Regions from separate parts of the Mus musculus genome. Here region 1 is linked to region 2. The links are chromatin contacts, called in public Hi-C maps. All regions are on one chromosome and are shown on one strand. The core of a region is the stretch at or near the end of the contact, and the rest is flanking DNA. Distances in the headings are between cores, read along the strand shown.

Region 1 (3,773 bases), core at 121-2,620, 330 kb before region 2:
GGATATATATATATATATATATATATATATATATATATATATATATATATCCTTTAGTTCCATGTTATAAAATAAAATTAATCTTTTAAGAGTAGGCAATGTAAAAGTATGTTTAGAGCATGTATATGTTTCAAAGAAATACCTAAACAAAAATATCTATACTTCCTACCAAGAGATGTGGTTTGGGTAGAAATAGCTATTTTAGATATCCTCACAAACATATTACAATTATACTGTAGTAATGTGTTTTAGATTCAGGTTGTAGTAATGTGTTTTAGATTCAGTTATACCTTAAAGAACGGCCATACTCACTGCTTATAAACTACAAAGGAAGTGTGTCTAAGTTTATAGAGCTTTGGAAAATGTTCCCATAACGACTGTGTATTTTTTAACATTCAGCATATTTTGCTCATTCAGGACTGGAAGTTTGCTCAGAGTGACCCATAATGTTCAAGCACTTGCACAAATGTTGCACCTGGAACAAAGAGGAGTGAAGGGGGCAAAGGTCAAAGCCAAGCCTTAATAAGCATCGACTAAACAGACTTCAGACTTAGTGAAAAGTCCAGACGCCCCCTGCAGCGTCATCTTACATCTGATTTTTCTCTTTTCAACATGGAGTATAATCCATAAATACCACCAAATCACTGGCAGCTTAGCCTCGGGTTTTAGTTTAGGGTTTTGTTTGTTTGTTTGTTTGTTTGTTTGGTTGGTTGGTTGGTTTTTTGTTTTTATCTTCTAGAGACTCCCCCCACCCCTTTGCAAAGATTTAAAAATTTAACCCTTTGCATCCCCCTATTAACCAATGAATGCCACGTTAGCTTACATCTGTAACCCTTTCCAGGACAAGAGGTGCCTTGAGTGTTTCCAAGGCAGAGTGCTGGCTGAGGGATTCCTATTTGCCTAAGACGTTTTGAATAACATTCTGATGAATGACTAATGGATCAAGACGATCAAACTTCACAGTCAGCAAAAAAGTGTGTCTTTCATGCATAGTCCACTGTGGTAGACTTAAATGGACACTTAGAGGATGGCCTAGTAGGTCATCAATGAGAGAAGCCCTTGGTCCTATGAAGGTTCTATGCCCAGTATAGGGAAATGCCAGGGCCAGGAAGTGGGAGTGGGTGGGTTGGGGAGCAGGGGGAGGGGATAGGGGATTTTCAGAGGGGAAACTAGAAAGGGGGATAGCATTGAAATGTAAATAAACAAAATATCTAATAAAAAATAAGAAATATAAAAAAATGTAACTTTATTTTGAAAAAACAAAAACAAAAAAACAAAACCTTAAAAGGAATTGCCTTTCTTCCACTTACTATCACAAAGAAGTTAAATTTGCATATGAGTTTCTATATGTGCATATGAGTGCTGAAAATGTCTAAATTTGGAGACTCTTCTAACTTCAGGTTAGGTGACACAGTCTGTCCTGATAATTTTATTGGCTTAATCTCATGGCTGCATGCTTTATTATCTCTCCTTTAACCTTTATTTTCTTTTAAACAATGCTTTTCCTCCAGGAAATATAGTTGGTCAAAGGGAGAACACAGAATAAACTGGGCATCCACCTTGAGCTTAGTAACTGAGAGAAGCCTTCCATTTGGAGGTGGGCTCACTGCAGGAGCTAGATGTGAGAGAAGCTGAGGCAAATTCAGTGGCTTGTTATTTACGACATTGCAGATTTTCAGAATGCCAGAGACATCTGCATGAGCCCCTATATTTATCCTCCCATCTATTCGTATAGCACCACTTCCTTTACAGCTAAGGATATAAAATTAGAAAACACAAGAGCGGACTGGTATGGGTATGATCCATAAGCCTCTCAATGAAAGATGAGGCTAACTGTCAGTGAGCACTAATGGCTGGGTGCACAGCATACTGGATGGGAGGCGTCTACTGTACAGGAAAGATTAAGCTGGAGAAGGCTCCTAAGCAAGAAAACCAGTACAAACAGTGTCCAGGGAGAGCTGAAGGGGGACCTGGGTTTCCACTGGATCTCAATCACAGAGTCATTGCTACGTTTCACAGGACAGGAAAGGGACACCGTGAGGGCAGACATTTTGTACAGCTGCAAAGATTCCGTAACTGTCCATAATTTTTCCTGGACTTTTTTTTTTTTAACCAAAATGAAAATTAGGATTCATGAAGCAAAATCAGAATGGGAATCTCAACCACAAACTTGCAAAAATGAAAACTACTAACACTCACTTAGCTTAATGAGATGTGGCGTTATTGTTGCATTAAATACTTTTAATCGGCCTTGACCCTCACAGAATCAAGACCTGCTTAGTAGCCAATGGTACTACAGAAAAGAGGAAAATAGAAGTAGCTGAGAACTATCACCCTTATTTAAAACTGTTTCTTGATTATTTAGTATGAATGATGAAGAATTTCAATCCCAATTTAATTTAATAATCCCCGTGATCCCATTCTCCATTATTTTCTATAGCCTGGCTCTGATTCATGATTAAATCAACTCCGTGGTTCTGATGGTAAAGATAAGCTGTAGCTAGTTATAAAGTAAAACATTAGATGGCACTTTACTCTCATTTCTATTGTTAGGTCATAGTTTTGATCTCGTAAGATTTTAAACATAGTCACACAGGGTAAGGCAGAATTGGGCAAATTGGAGCAGTGAACTCATATTTGTAATTGGCTTTTCCAATTTTAAGTCAATAAGAAAAATATTTAATATGAGAATAGCTCACATGCTTAAAGACATGATGACAGTCCTCGGTCTCATGTATGGAAGTACAAGTTTGACTCACAGAGAGTTACAGTAAGCTATCCGAACTTTAATTTTCCCAAAGTTTGTAAAAAATTGACTTCATGTACTAGTGGCTTAGACCACAACTTTCAGAACTGTAAATTCTAGCAGTCCATCTTGATATTTGTATAATTTTGACACAAAAATCCTAATGAACGTTACCATTCCTAAGATGTATAAATTTTCAAACATTTGCATGAACGTAGCTCATGACAAAGCATCTCTTTATTTGTCAATCTCTATATTTGTCAATATATTTGTTACATACTAGGCTGTCCCCCATCCCAAATAATGAGTATAACCTTGAATCCAGGGCCTGCACTGCTATAAAGCCTCTATAGGATTTTCCAGTGGCACCAATAATTGATATTTACTTTCTTAATTTCTGTCTGCTTTTAAAATGTGCACCACGAGTTCAACTTTTCTTCTAAGATTTTATGTCAAAATAATGTCAGTATCTCACAGTTTGCCATTCCAAAAACATACTTAGAACATAGTACTTTTAACTGTAAAAATGAATATAAAGATAATGATTTGAGTCAAGAATTTATCCAAAAGAGCGTCTGAGTATAGCTCAGTGGTCAAATCTGTGCTTAGCACACGTTAGGCCTTGGGTTCAAGCCTTAGCACCACAACATCCCTAAAATGAGCTTGACAACAACAAAAAAATTATGGGTGCCTACCAAAGTAGATACCCACTTTCAAAGCATATATAACTAACTTCATTGAACTATATATTATGTATATACATATGTATATACATATATACATACATATCTCATCTTCTATTTCCAGTATTATTGTTAGAAAAAGTATGAATAAACATCAAGGAAAATATTTTTCATTTCTTATCATTCATTTACAATATATCAAAAAATCTTGATAATTAATATTTCCATAAAATTGAAAATGCATGCAGATAATACTAATAAATATCATGTATACATATGACATAATAATGATTTACATAAGGAATGGGGAAAATAAATATGACATTCTATCTTCCTATCTCAAT
Region 2 (4,111 bases), core at 646-3,145:
AGATCAGAGATTCTTTCCAGGGGAAAGTAAATGAAAGATGACAGTATAAATCCTGAGTTTCTACCCAAAGAATTTATAGTTCATGGACTCTATGTCTTAAGCTGAACAAGAATCAAGGACAAGGGGGAGAACTTAGTGGTTAGTGACCCCAAAAAAGGAAGTCGGTGTGTGTGTGTGGGGGGGGGGGGTCAGGGGGCTTTCTTACTGCCCTAAAGCAGTAGTGTGAGTAGTTTCTTGTGAGTAATGATGGGTATGTTGGACTATTCCATCCTGACAAACAATAATAAAACCTCGTAAAGGACGCAAACTAAATCCCACACTTCTTTTGAATGCACCAATGTTGACTTGATATATCAAAAAACACTCAATTGCCTTATGGGATTACTTAATTGATTATTCCTACCAACCAAGACAGTTCTGGGGAGAGAAAAGGTTACATTTTTTCTGCTTCAATTATTTCTCCTCCAAATTTAGAGCCCTTTAACTGAAAGAGAGAAAAAAATCAAAGGCTGGAGATGGAGGAACCACAAGAATTCTTAAGGTTTCTTTGAACTGTTTTATCACTTCAGCAGTAAATTGGAGTAACCCCCTACTGTGATCTGCCCATAAGCTCAGCATTGACTCATCTCTGGATCCTTACAGTTTCCTTAACTTGCAGTGTCAGAGAACCCAGATCAAGGACATTTAAAAGCCCCTCCATCAAACGGGAAAAGGGTAGCTACATTGGAGACTCAGGCTTTGATTTCAACAGAGAAGAAATAATTTTTGGCTTCACTTTCAAGGAAAATTAAGAAGTTAAAACTGACAGAGACGGTGATACAGTATAAACACTTAAAAAACATTTAGAAGTTACAAAATTGCAACTTGGCAGGGCCAGCGTCTCTTTTACAATAGTTGGAGACATTTTGTAGGATTCCAAGTGGGCTGTGAAACAATATATTCCTGCTATTAATGTGTCATCTGGGAATGTTGGCTCTGAAGCTTCCCATATTGATTCTTGTTGACCCACGCTTCCATGCCTGCAAAGCAATCTAAAATGCACAGCAAAGCAAGCAACAGGAACACGATTTTCAGATATTCTCTCCAAGATGGAAAAAAGTCTCCTAAGACTGGAGAGAAAAACAGCAGCAGCCTGGCACTTCCCAATTCAGCTCCATCAAAGACCAAAAGGGAGGCTGTCCTGGGAGGAGTAGTAGCCAATAGGTTACAAAGGACTTGAGAGACTAAGGCCAGTGCCAGGAAAAATACAAGCTCGGGATGCTACATTGTACTTTATAGGGTCATAAAAGCTTTATACTGGAAAGTTCAAAGCCCTTAACAGACATTTCATTAGTCCTCCCTTGCTCCCATGAGGTAGACAGGTGGCAAGTATAATTATTGTCATTTTTATGAATGGGGAAAAAAATAAGACATGGAAGATTAAGCAACACGTTCAAAGGTCCATCAAAACACATGCATAGAAGATGCTGCTTGGCCCCTCCCTGTGGCTTCCTCAGATGTCTTGTGACCTTTCCCCCTTGCTGGTCTCCTATGATACTTCTCTTCAAAGCAACAGCCTTCAAAGATTTGGTTTATGACCTGAGATATGTTGTTTCTAAGACATAACTAAACAGCAGATGAGAACTAAGAAAAAATAAACAAAGTACTAGCTTAGGGTCCACACAACCGAATCATTCATTCATTGCTGCCTATATAAACCTATATCAAATTCATTCTACTGTCCAGAAAATACTCAGTTGGCTTTCTTAGTGACATTACTTCATTTTTGAGTTCTCGGGCACTTTCAGATCCAATAGTCTATATGTTGAAACAAACTCCCCACAACACTGCTAAATGTCTTCAGGGGGATGAGTCACATGACTGTGCAGTGCCAGAAAAGGTCTGACCTTCTCTTCCTCCAGCAGCTGGCAGGCAACCACCAGGCAGGGTTGCTGGAAAGGCTCACTGGCACTCCACCTCTCTGTCCTGAAAAGACATCTTTGCTTGGCATCTCTTTCAGTTAAAACGTTAAAAAAAAAAAAAAAAAGTAAAAACAAAAAGCCAAATGGTAATAACAAGCAAATGGAAAAAAGAAGCTAAAAATTACTAGAGAAGGGGAAAGTTTTCAACTTCTAAGAAGATATTAGAAAGTGGAAACATCACAGAATCTGTATTTGCCAATGGTGTTGTCCAAAAAGCAACTGAATTTATTATAGAAATAATAATCACCAAGTCAGTGATGACAGAAGACTATATACCAACATAAACATCGATAAGAATTCTTTATTATTTTTACTTTACCTTAGGCTCTCCACTACATGTCCTTGTGTAAAGCCATGCTCACTGAGTGTATTACCTCAGTTGTGAGTCTAATATGAGTTGACTTATTATTGTGAGACTAAGTGAAGCACACCACTTTGCCATGCCTTGTTTGTATAAGCATAAGCTCCAATAAATAATCACTTTGAATATTGGTAGAGTATTAAGAATTTAAGAAACCCTTGAAAAGTATTCATAATCTGCCACATACAGTGAATTTTAGACAGCAATATCATGTAGCCAAGTGCCTACATCTATAAGTACTTAAATCTCAGAGCTAAAAGCTAAATGCTTCGTTACGCCACAGGGATGATGTTATGGAGTTTGCTCTACCCAGAAATATGGAGTGCATTTTCTTATCTGCTAATACAAATGCACAAAATGGAAGACATTACACAGAAAGCTTGCTTTTAGATTCATTCCATAGGCCATTGGTTGCTTTCATATCAATAAACAGACATAGTTTTGTGTATGAAAGCCAGATTTCTCCTTTAGCATATGCTAAAATGAATACAGATTTCTAAACACTTGGACTTTATAGCTGGTTTCAGTCTGTTAGACGTCTGTAGAGTATGATGTTGATTTATTAATGATTTCCACATGGTTAAAAAATCCTTTCACATCTCACAACTGTACAAATAATTGTTGGATTGAAATATTTTTTTACCTAATTTCTCTGCATAAGATTTTGCTCACATTTTACTGCTTTAGAATTCACAATACTGGAGTTTACATTTTCTTCAAGAAAATGCATTTCCCCTGTGGGAGAGAAACTCAGCACTCATACACAAAGCAGCCGTGAAACAAATGGAACACTCTGCCGTAAAGAGACATGCTGAAATCGAATTTCCTGGTCTGATAGTGAATAACACCTACCTCGATGCTTAATAATCTTTTATAGTACTTTCTTTTTTTTTTTCTAATCAAATGCCTGTCAGTGTTCTTACACACTATGAACTAGCATATTACCAGTTTCAACACGTAATTCATGGCATAATCCGGGTTGTATTTATACCACCAAGTCTATTATTTATGATAAACATGGTTTTATTTCATGAATGACACAACTAAGAAGTGTCACAGATGGATGGCGGCAACGTTTCATTTTTAAGTCAAGCACAATGTGGAGAAGGCAGCATTTTTATTTCCTTCCTGTGCTCCCCTTCTTCTTGACCTTGCTAACCACACAGCCTTGTAAGTCATCTCTTTCCCGACTCCCCAGGGACCTCTCTTTATAAGAAAGACCACACTTTATAATCCTCTCCACCGTGAACGTGTCATCGGTAATAACGTGCTTAATTGTTTGTCATACTTCTCCTGAGTCCTATCTCTACTCCCACCGCATTTTTGCTTTGGTCTTTCATTTCCAAAGTTAACTTTTAGCCAGAATAAATGACCAAAAGAAGGATGGAATTATGTTATTTTAATTATATGTTATTAACAAAGTAATTCCTATAAAACTCTGCTGTGGGACTCATGACGAATTTAAATGTCTGGGGGAAATTGGTCCAAGGTTAAAGTAAATAGAAGGAAGGGACAAGTATCCATCATCTTCCTCTAGAACAGTCACTCTCAACTGGTAGCCTGTGACCCCTGGAAATGTTGAATGACCCTTTCACAGGAGTCGCCATCAGAAGACCATCAGAAGACACAGATGTTTATATTACATTCCATAACAGTAGCACAGTTACAATTATGAAGTAGCAACAAAAATAATTTTATGTTTGGAGGTTACTACAACATCATCAAGGAATTTTACTAAAGGGTTGCAGCATTAGGAAGATTGAGAACCACTGGACTAGATGTATTTCCA

The links. A called contact is a pair of places that touch in the nucleus more often than the background predicts.
Region 1: a contact with region 2 is called in a Hi-C map of the 63-12 cell line, with 2.0 times the contacts expected there. The contact joins two enhancer-like sites. A contact is called at or near these places in 2 of 15 datasets of contacts at CTCF or cohesin (large pre-B cells and pro-B cells), 10 of 484 Hi-C or Micro-C datasets (the 63-12 cell line, cerebellar granule neurons, cerebellum and 4 more) and 16 of 115 datasets of contacts at active chromatin or transcription factors (the 230-238 cell line, the SCID.adh cell line, VIP interneurons and 11 more).

What each region holds. Positions count from the first base shown.
Region 1 is chr1:137,903,823-137,907,595 of GRCm38.p6, reverse strand. It overlaps Gm4258 (a long non-coding RNA gene), which reads right to left. Exons shown (of 3, transcript XR_003948014.1): 2 at 1-3,773. Among named protein-coding and RNA genes, the nearest start is that of Gm4258, 7.2 kb to the right of the region's middle. Within about 2 kb of position 1,370, at least 21 of the 459 cell types and tissues checked have an H3K27ac peak or open chromatin away from gene starts, as enhancers often do. A contact at or near this core is called in the 63-12 cell line, where this site is marked.
Region 2 is chr1:137,569,160-137,573,270 of GRCm38.p6, reverse strand. No RefSeq gene overlaps it. Among named protein-coding and RNA genes, the nearest start is that of Gm34306, 200 kb to the left of the region's middle. Within about 2 kb of position 1,895, at least 10 of the 459 cell types and tissues checked have an H3K27ac peak or open chromatin away from gene starts, as enhancers often do. A contact at or near this core is called in the 63-12 cell line, where this site is marked.